Regions from separate parts of the Cricetulus griseus genome. Here region 2 is linked to region 1. Evidence: chromatin contacts called from public Micro-C data. All regions are on one chromosome and are shown on one strand. Each heading gives the region's core, a stretch centred on a gene start, on an enhancer-like site or on the middle of the called end of the contact. The rest is flanking DNA. Distances are from core to core; before and after follow the strand shown.

Evidence for each region. Hi-C and Micro-C count contacts between places; a contact is called where the count stands out from the background.
Region 2: a Micro-C map of the CHO-K1 cell line shows a contact between it and region 1, with 1.9 times the contacts expected there. The contact joins the enhancer-like site here to the promoter of Igf2bp2 in region 1. A contact is called at or near these places in 2 of 8 Hi-C or Micro-C datasets (both in the CHO-K1 cell line).

The regions. Positions count from the first base shown.
Region 1 is chr4:66,739,620-66,744,174 of CriGri-PICRH-1.0, forward strand. It overlaps Igf2bp2 (insulin-like growth factor 2 mRNA-binding protein 2), which reads left to right and starts at 2,955. Exons shown (of 16, transcript XM_027413005.2): 1 at 2,955-3,220. The coding sequence starts at 3,043. It overlaps LOC118238804 (a long non-coding RNA gene), which reads right to left and starts at 2,881. Exons shown (of 2, transcript XR_004769973.1): 1 at 1,807-2,881.
Region 2 is chr4:66,788,033-66,792,380 of CriGri-PICRH-1.0, forward strand. All of the region lies in intron 2 of Igf2bp2 (insulin-like growth factor 2 mRNA-binding protein 2), which reads left to right. Among named protein-coding and RNA genes, the nearest start is that of Igf2bp2, 48 kb to the left of the region's middle. Within about 2 kb of position 1,994, at least 1 of the 6 cell types and tissues checked has open chromatin away from gene starts, as enhancers often do. A contact at or near this core is called in the CHO-K1 cell line, where this site is marked.

The sequences.
Region 1 (4,555 bases), core at 1,705-4,204:
TGGAATTTGGAAAACTAGAACGCTAAGTGTGGAAAGTGGAGGTCCAGCTCACAAGGTTTCAGAGGAGAGCAAGAACTCTATCAGGAATTGGACTGGGGGCCATTTGGGTTCTATTCTTACAAGGACTCAGGCTGCCTTCTGACTGTGTCCTGAGAACTTTGAGTGAGGCTGAATTCAAAAGTAATGGACTAATGTGTTTGGTGGAAAGAATTTCAAAACATCGCTCAAATTGTGGTACGGCTGCAGTTTGTTGCTCTTAATCAAGAATACAGTTAGAAAAAGCAATAAGAGGAAAAATGTAAAGTTTGATGAGAAAAAGAGTGCAAACAAATTAAAATTTCAGATAAGGCAGGTTCAAAATCAGCTGTAACTGTTAAAGGAACTAGTGCCATCGAAAAAACAAAACAAAGGGGCTGGAGAGATGGCTCAGAGGTTAAGAGCACTGACTGCTCTTCCAGAGGTCCTGAATTCAATTCCCAGCAACCACATGGTTGCTCACAACATCCGTTGTGAGATCTGGTGCCCTCTTCTGGTGTGCAGATATACATGGAAACAGAATGTTGGATACATAATAAATAAATAAATAAAAAACAAAACAAAAAACCCCTAGACCTCTCTACTGGGAAAACAGGAGAAGAAAGGGGACAATAGAAGGGAAAGACTACAGGGGCTTTTAGAATTGGACTAAATACATTTTTATCATGAGATCAAAAGAAAACTTTGGGGTGGGGTGGAATGTTATGATGCTTAATCTTGTCAATTTGATGAGACTGTGGGCATGTCTGTGAGGGGCTGGGTTTAGGCAGGAAGACCCAGTGTAAATGTAGGTGGCACCTTTCATGGGCAGGGGTCCTAGACAACATAAAAAGAAGAAAGCATCCTGAACACCAGCATTCAGCTCTGTCCCGACTGTGACTGCAATGTGACCACCACAGACTGTATCCTCAAACTGTGAGCCAAAACAAAACTTCTTCCCCTTCAACTTCTTTGATCAGATATTTTGTCATAGTACCAAGAAAAGTCAAGAATACAGGAGGTGTGGAGAAAAGTGTCCTTCATGCTCACTGGTCTTTCAGTAGCACTGTTTAAAAGATGCCTGCAGGGCAGAACATACCAAAGACAGCAAAAAGCAGCCAGTTCTCAGAAAGGAATTTGAAAGTGATCCTACTGACTATAAAGAGCCACCCATCCTAAGTAAGAATTGGGAGACTGTGTACACTGCCCAGAACAGCAGCCATGGTTTTGCAACAAACACTTGCCATATTCAAAAATGTGATGCAACATAAAAGGCATAAAAACCTTTCAAAAAGGAAGACGACCACCAATCCACGACAGTTCCTTCTTTGTCTTTGGTAGCCTGGAACTAGGACTTACTGCAAATAGGCAAACATACCCTTTCATAGAGTGGTGACCACCCTAATTAGGATCATTTCTGTGAATAATCTGAAGGTGGTTGGCTTCCAGTCCCCAGTGATTAATGCACACCAAATTGTTTTCATTTGTGATTTTCTTCCACATTTTAGTTAGGAAGCATCTATCCCTGGTTTATCTGTCCGTCTGAGAACAGCAGCAAAGCAGCTCCCAATTCCAGCAGCAGTAAAATCCAGAGAGGAGGAAATGTGTGACTACTTGATGAAAGCTAGAATTGAAATGTCAGTAAATAATCTAAAGGAAAAAGATTTCATCATTTCCTTCTCAAGACAAGTAATTAAGGACAGCTCCCACCTCCACCCAAAGTTTTTAAGCTCCTAGGTTCCCTGGACAAAGAAATGGAAGCAAACCTTCAGTGTGTCACACATTACTTACCTAGCCTTTATGTCACCCTCACCAGGGTGGTTGCTTTACTTCTTTTACAGATAAAGCAGGCTCAGGGGTGTTGGCACACTTTGGGGCACACTGCTGGGTCTGAGGACGGAGTAGACAGGCCTTCTGCCCTATAGCCCAAGGTCACTTCTGCACCCAGCCATACCTCCCACGATGTAAGCCCTCTAAATTCCAACAGACACTTGCCATGTTGAACCCAGTCATCTCACCGCAGAATCCCTCCTCTTCTGTAGGCACATTTCTCCTCTTCTGTAGCCCTACATTCCCACGGGTCCTTGTAAAGCCTCCTTTCCAGGAGGGGATCTAGAACCCTGCCTCTCCGAGGTCCTCTGCGTTGAAGGGCATCTTTCCTTCTTGTCCCTTCCAGAGCTCAAAACAGAACCTCCCAGGCTCTGGAACCGAACCGGCCGCTCAGCCTGGCATCAAGCATCGTGGTCTCCTCGGGTGCCACCTGGCCACCACTGGCCTCAGGTCCTGCTCTCTTTTCTCTGCTTGGGTGAGGAAATCCGAGGCCCAGAGCCAGGGCAACTTTCCTAGGATACATGGTCTCGGGGAGAGGCCGGCGCAGTCCCCCGTTCATTGACCACATGCGCCCCCTTCTCCAAGAGCCTAGCTTGCAGCCAACATCCGGATCCGCGCATGGCCCTGGACGCGCAGGGGGAAAGTTGTCAGCCGTGGCGTGCGCCTCTCACCTCGCTGTGCACCTCACCGCCGCGCGCCCACACCCGGTCCACCTTGCACACACCCCGCCCACGCCCGTGCCCCTCTCCCGCGCGCCGCGACGCAAAGCCGCTCCCGGCCCCTCTCGGGCGGCCGCCGCTTCCGCCAGTCCGGCGCGCAGCCTGGGGAGCGCCGAGCCATCGGAGCGCGCTGCGCGGGACGGCGCGGGACGGGCAGGGCGCGCACTCTCGGCGGTGGACAGGCCGGTCCAACTCTCTGGCGCGCGGGGTGCGTCGCCCGTCGCCGCCCCGGTACCGGGAGGCAGAGCGAGCGCTTTGTCCCCGCGCCCGCCCGGGACTCTGCCCCGAGGAGGCAGCCGCGCCGAGTCCCGCCTCCGCCTCTGCCCCCGGGCGGGCCGGGCCGGCCGCGGTGGGGGGAGCCAGGCTGAGGGCGAGGGTGGGGGCGGGGGCGGGCTCAGGAGGAGAGAGGAGGGCAGCAGAGGCGGCGGGAGCGCCGGGTGCCGGGCCGGAGGAGCCGCGGGCTCTCGGGAAGACGCGGATGATGAACAAGCTGTACATCGGGAACCTGAGCCCCGCCGTCACCGCCGACGACCTCCGGCAGCTCTTCGGGGACAGGAAGCTGCCCTTGGCGGGACAGGTCCTGCTCAAGTCCGGCTACGCCTTCGTGGACTACCCCGACCAGAACTGGGCCATCCGCGCCATCGAGACCCTCTCGGGTGAGCACCCGCGCGACCCACGCCGCGCCTCGCCTGGCCGGCTCGGGACGGTGGCAGCGGGGAGGCCGAGCCCCACGGGCCGCGCCCGCCGCGACTCCCGCGCCGCACGCTCACTTCCACGCACCAGTCCCGCGACTCTGGCGGCGGGCGGGCGGGCTCCGGGACGGCCGGCTGCCCTGCCCCCACAGCGGGGGCTAACCTAGACCCTCGGGCCTCAGCCTCGGGGCGACCCTGTGATCCTCCGAGGGTCCCCAGGCTCGCTGGCTCCCTAGGAGCGCCCCGGCGTGCCCAGCTGCTCTGCGGAGCTTCCCCCGCCCCCACCTTTGCAGAGTCCCCCCGTTTTCCCTTTTTCTGACCCTTCTAGTGCCCTCTTTGCCAGGGGCCCCCCTAAATCCAGCATCTCCTCTCCTCCTGGCCAGACCTTCCTGCTTCCCATGCCTCGTGCCAAAGACCTCTCACCCTCTGCCGTCTCCCGAGCCGCAGTCTCCTTTTTGAGACCCCCCTTGCCCCCCGGCCCCCCACTTTCTGCAGGTCCTCGACTTTACCTACTGAACCCTTCGAGGTCCCGGGGTTCCCCCCCACCCGGCCCCTGCCGGACCGCACATCTCCCTCGGTCTTTTCCCGAAGCTCACTTCCCTTTCGCTGGTCTCGGAAGCGCTCCTATTTTTCCCTGAATTTTTTGTCCGATTTTATTGAGAAGAACTCGGGGCTGGGGGCTTTCCGCCTCCCGTCTCCCCGCCTCCTGCTCGGCCAGAAGCACCTTTTTACGAGGTACCCTGTCTCAACTCGGTGGGGGCCCGGGCTGAGAACCGGGAAAGAGGCGACCGGGGGGCCCGCGAGCGCGCTGGAGCTCAGACGGGAGTCGGAGTGCGACTCTCGCCCGCGCGCGCGTTCCCAACTCGCATCCCGCACACGCACGCGGCGGACCACGCTCCTCGGGCCTGCGACCCCCGACCCCGGAGAGAACCCCTTCCTTGAAAACTTGTGCGGCAGGGTGTACTGGAGAGACCTGGGGGTCACCCCAAAGCAGGCGGCCGCAGAGCGGGGGACGCCTGCGGGTGTCCCCGGGGCCGCTGGCAGGGAGGGTGGTAGGGTGAAGGTGGGGGGGTGGGGGGCGAGCGCCCAGGAGCCTCGGGGTCCCCGGATGGTGGAATGGGGAGCTGGGGGCCGGAGAAGCCGGGGCGCACCAGCCCTGCAGCTTGAGTTTCAAATGAGCTCATCTTTTCAAATTGGCGCCGCTCTTTATTAAGTGTGTTTTCCGGTAATGCCACCCACAGCTATACCTGGGTCGGAACCGGGCTAGTGCCCTTCCCACCTCGTCCGCCACCCGTGGCG
Region 2 (4,348 bases), core at 744-3,243, 47 kb after region 1:
ATATGTGCCAGCGCTTTTAATCCATCCACTTGTTGATGGTCATCAAGACTTCCACGTCTCAGCTATGGGGAGTGGTGCATGTGGTGTTCTGGTATGTCTTTGGCACACTGACTTAGATTCCTGCAGCCTATATGCAGTAATGGTGCAGCTGAGTCACACGGTTCTATTTTCAGTATTTCTTGAGGAGACTCCACACTGATTTCCACGTTGGCCGCACTAGTTTATGTTCCCATTAGCCGTGTCTTGAAAGCGTTCTCCCCTCTCCCCAGGTAGTACAATCCTAAACATCCTAAATTATTTACTACTAAATTAAAATCAAATCAAACAACTGCACATGTCTCCTGCTTTGTTGCAGAGAGAGCAGAGTCTCACTGTATACCACAAGCTAGCGTGAAGCTAAGAGTCCAGCCCTTACAATGAAAGTACTTAGTACTCTATGTGGGCCATGTGTTGGCAAACAAGGGCTAGGAGGCAAACTCAGCCAGCCAGCCAGCCAGTTTTGTCTTGGGGGGAGGGGAATGGGGTGAAAAATATAGTTGTAATAGAATTTGTGTGTGTATTAGCAAAAGAGGGTTTGGTGAAACAAAAAGAACCATCTGCATATAAAGAGTGACAAGAGGACAGTGGCCAAGCAGATATGAACAGGCAGACACACAGGTGAAACTCTCATGGTAAAAATACATCTAAATCTTTATTTAGAGTGTGTGTGACAAGAGCTTCCCATTAGATAGTAGGTGGTGGCGTGGGCTCTACTGTAGTGGTCAACTGTTGTGGACAATAAGCTTGTTACCCCGCTCTTAGCTCCTTAGAAAATGCACATTTTTCTCCACAGGTCTCTGCCATTGGTTTGGGGAAAGGTGGTAGTCTATTTTAACAGGTGTAGTTGCTGTCTCCGCACCCATGACCCCTGTTCTTACAGCGAGAGCCTGTAGGATCATCTGTCTTCGACTCACATCCTGAATGCCTGACGGACAAGAATTTCTTCTCAGAGAACTTAATTGCTGTTGTAGTCTTATCATCTGTATAGAAAACCAGAACTGCAGTGTCTTCCCTGTCCTCGGGTCCCACAGGACTCCTTGAGTCAATGAGCTTAAGCTAAGAGTGAGATCAGTGACTGGCGGTGAGCTTATGGTATGGAGCCCCTGCAGTTAAGCTGTGTCTGAGAAGCATGGCAGGCTTCCCAAGTCTGCCAGCACCTCTCCATGCTTTCTTGCTATTAGATACGTCTTCTCCATGTGTCCCTTTCCTTCCCAGGCAGCCTCAGTGAGTAGGGTATGGCGTAGTGGTAACATCAGCGTCTACCACACTGCTGAAATAGCTCAAAGGGGCGAGAGTGGGCAGTGCTTGAAGGAGGGTGGTGGCCTGTGTGCCTTGCTGCAGGCACTCAACTCTGCTGTCTGTGCTCAGTGCTTCTCACTGGTGTCCACAGGAGGCTGCTTTCTTAGTGCCTCCCTGTAGACCGGGACTTACTGACTCAAAGAACCTATGTTTAGCTTTGCTTTGTGTACGCCCCTTGCATTCAGGCTTTAGTAAATATAGCTACATGGGAGGAAGAGGAGGCAAGCAGTGCATAGAGCAGAAGTTACAGTAAAGCAGTGCTTTGGCAGCTTTGGGGAAAAAAAATTAAAACTTTAACTTTCCTTTCTATTCTGAGGCCACCACAAGATGTTTTGTGCTGATGTTCATTCCTCAGTCATGAGAAGTGGTAGGAGGGGCCAAGCATTACGTTATCTCTCAAAAAATATTAATTTGGAGTTGGGTTAAAATTAGCAAGGAGAAAGAGGGAAAAGAAATAAATCATTGGACTCAAGTGATTTGGAAGCAAAATAGTAGACACCTCATGGCTGTAGGAGACGCATACATAGGTCCTACCAATACAGCCCCGTTGTCTTAGGGTAGGGCTGAGGCTGAGTACTGTGAGAGCTGTCAAGTAAAAAACCCTTAGTAAGTTGTGGCCCAGGTCATCCCTTCTGCAGGCTGGAATCTGAGTCAGTACGGCTTGTGACTAATGACTTGTCAGAATGTCAGCTGCTTGATCGTAACATAATTACACAGGAGAGAGATCATCACCTATTTTTAGGAATTGTCCTTCTGGGAATCATGGTGATGATGGCCTCCAGAAAACCACTTCCAGGCCTGTGACATAAACCTCCCAAGACAGACTCCCCTCCTGGCAGCCTGCTGGTGCTCCAGGTCACGGCCTCCACTCACGTGAGATGGGAGTTGCTCAAGAGTGGCATTTGCCCCACAGGACCTGTTTGTGTACGTACCTGTACGAGATAGCCAGTTCCTAGCCACGAAGCCAGCAGCAGAAGTTGCTGCAGGTGTGAATGAAGAAGCCTCACCTGGTCATTTCCATTTCCAGCAAGTCTACTTTGTACCTTGGACATCTAGTAACTCAGGCACCTAAGATGAGGCCCTGCTGATGGCAGAGCACCCACTGCTCGGAGCCCTTTCGAACTCTACATTGAGAGAAGACAGAAAGGACTCAAATAGCAGCACTTAAATGAGTGAGGGTATTCCTGCCTGTCACTTGTCTGTGTCGTGGTTCCCGTGTTTCAAGTGCTTGATCAACATTTTGTTTTGTTTTGTTTTAAGAATGATGGCCTAGATTCATGAAGTGGGCAGGACTCAGGGGAAGCAGGGTGTCCACAAGTTGCTCAGTGAATACCGGCCTCAGCCTCCTTGAGCCCTGCTGCCTTCGGGATGATTCCAAAACCACCACCTCTGCACGACTAACTCAGCACTCAGTCTTATTTAGGAGTATGTGGTAGAAAGAACATAACAGCAATCATTTGTTACACTGGATAACTTTATGTGACCCCTTTGAGGAGGCCATGATGTATAGATGTTTGGCCCAGCACAACCGTGTTGCCTGTTCAAGCATGTTTTATCTGTGACCTATTTTAACCATTAGACTCTGAGTAAATCCTAATACTCTCTGTAAGGTGGGTGGGTCTCCTGCACCAAAAATAAAAGGTGTGTGTATGTTTGTTTGTTTGTTGAGACAGCGCCTCCTGAAGCTCAGGTTTGGCCCCCAAACAATGCAGTGAGCCACAGATGACACTGGATTTCTGTCTCCCTGCCTTTACATTCCAAGTGCTGAAATTGTAGACATGTATCACTATCCCAGTCAGTATAGGCTGGGACCACACCCAAGGACTTTGGTGCATGCTGTCCAGCTCTTCTAGCTGATTCCATCCCTAGCCCCAGAAAGGTATTATTTTTATTATAAAAGGTCCCATTTAAAAACCTTCAGTTACTCCCAATTGTTGGTTGTAAATCCTCTGGCTTTTCTGTATGTTCTTTAAATTGCTGTTTTTGTTTCTTGGGGTGAGCTGCCTCGGTGCCATCCAGACTGTTGTTGAACTCCTAGGCCTCTGAAGGACCCACCTACCTCAGCTTCTCGTGTGGCTGGAATGACAGGCTTGGCTTCCCTGATTGTGGTATTCCTCCAGTCTCTCTATTAGTTTCTTGTCATTGTGATCATAGCACCTGATAGAAGCAACCTAAGGGAAGAAAGAGTTGTTTGGTACAGTTTGAGAGAGTTGCAGTCCACCACGGCAGAAAAGCTTGGCAGACTTTCCTTTTGGGCTCCCAGTTCACAAATAACTACACAAGAGACTTACTACTAATTATGAAAGTTTGGCCTTAGATTAGGCTTGTCCCACTAGCTCTTTTGTTGTTGTTGTTTGTTTGTTTGTTTTTGTTTTTTCGAGACAGGGTTTCTCTGTGTAGCTTTGGAGCCTATCCTGACACTCGCTCTGAGACCAGGCTGGCCTCGAACTCACAGAGATCTGCCTGCCTCTGCCTCCCGGGTGCTGGGTTTAAAGGCGTGTGCCACCAATGCCCGGCCCCACTAGCTCTTATAATTTAAATTGACCCATATTTTTATTAATCTGTGTTCTACCATGTGACTTTTACCTCTCCTATTTTGTGTGTCCGACTCATTCCAGATCTCGATGGTATCTTGCACACCTCTGCCCAGAAATCTTGCCTAGATCTCCTGCCTAGCTATTGGCCATTCAGCTCTTTATTAAACCAATCACAGCAGCATATCTTCACATAGTGTACAAATATCCCAAAACAGGTCATGGCAGTGGGAGAGTTTGATGTTCACATCATGGTGGATGGAAGCCAAGAGTGCTGGAACCAAACCCCACCTTCTAAGGTTCCACGGCCTCTTAAAATAGCACTACCAGCTGGATGCCAAGCCTGCAAAGCAGCAGCCTGGAGTGGGGTTGGATCCATAGCACGCCCTAACCTCACAGTTCTCTGTCTCATGATGCTTCTTTCTCTGCCTGTCAAGTTTCCATTCTCCAGGCTGGTTTCCCTGTCTTTAAGGGTA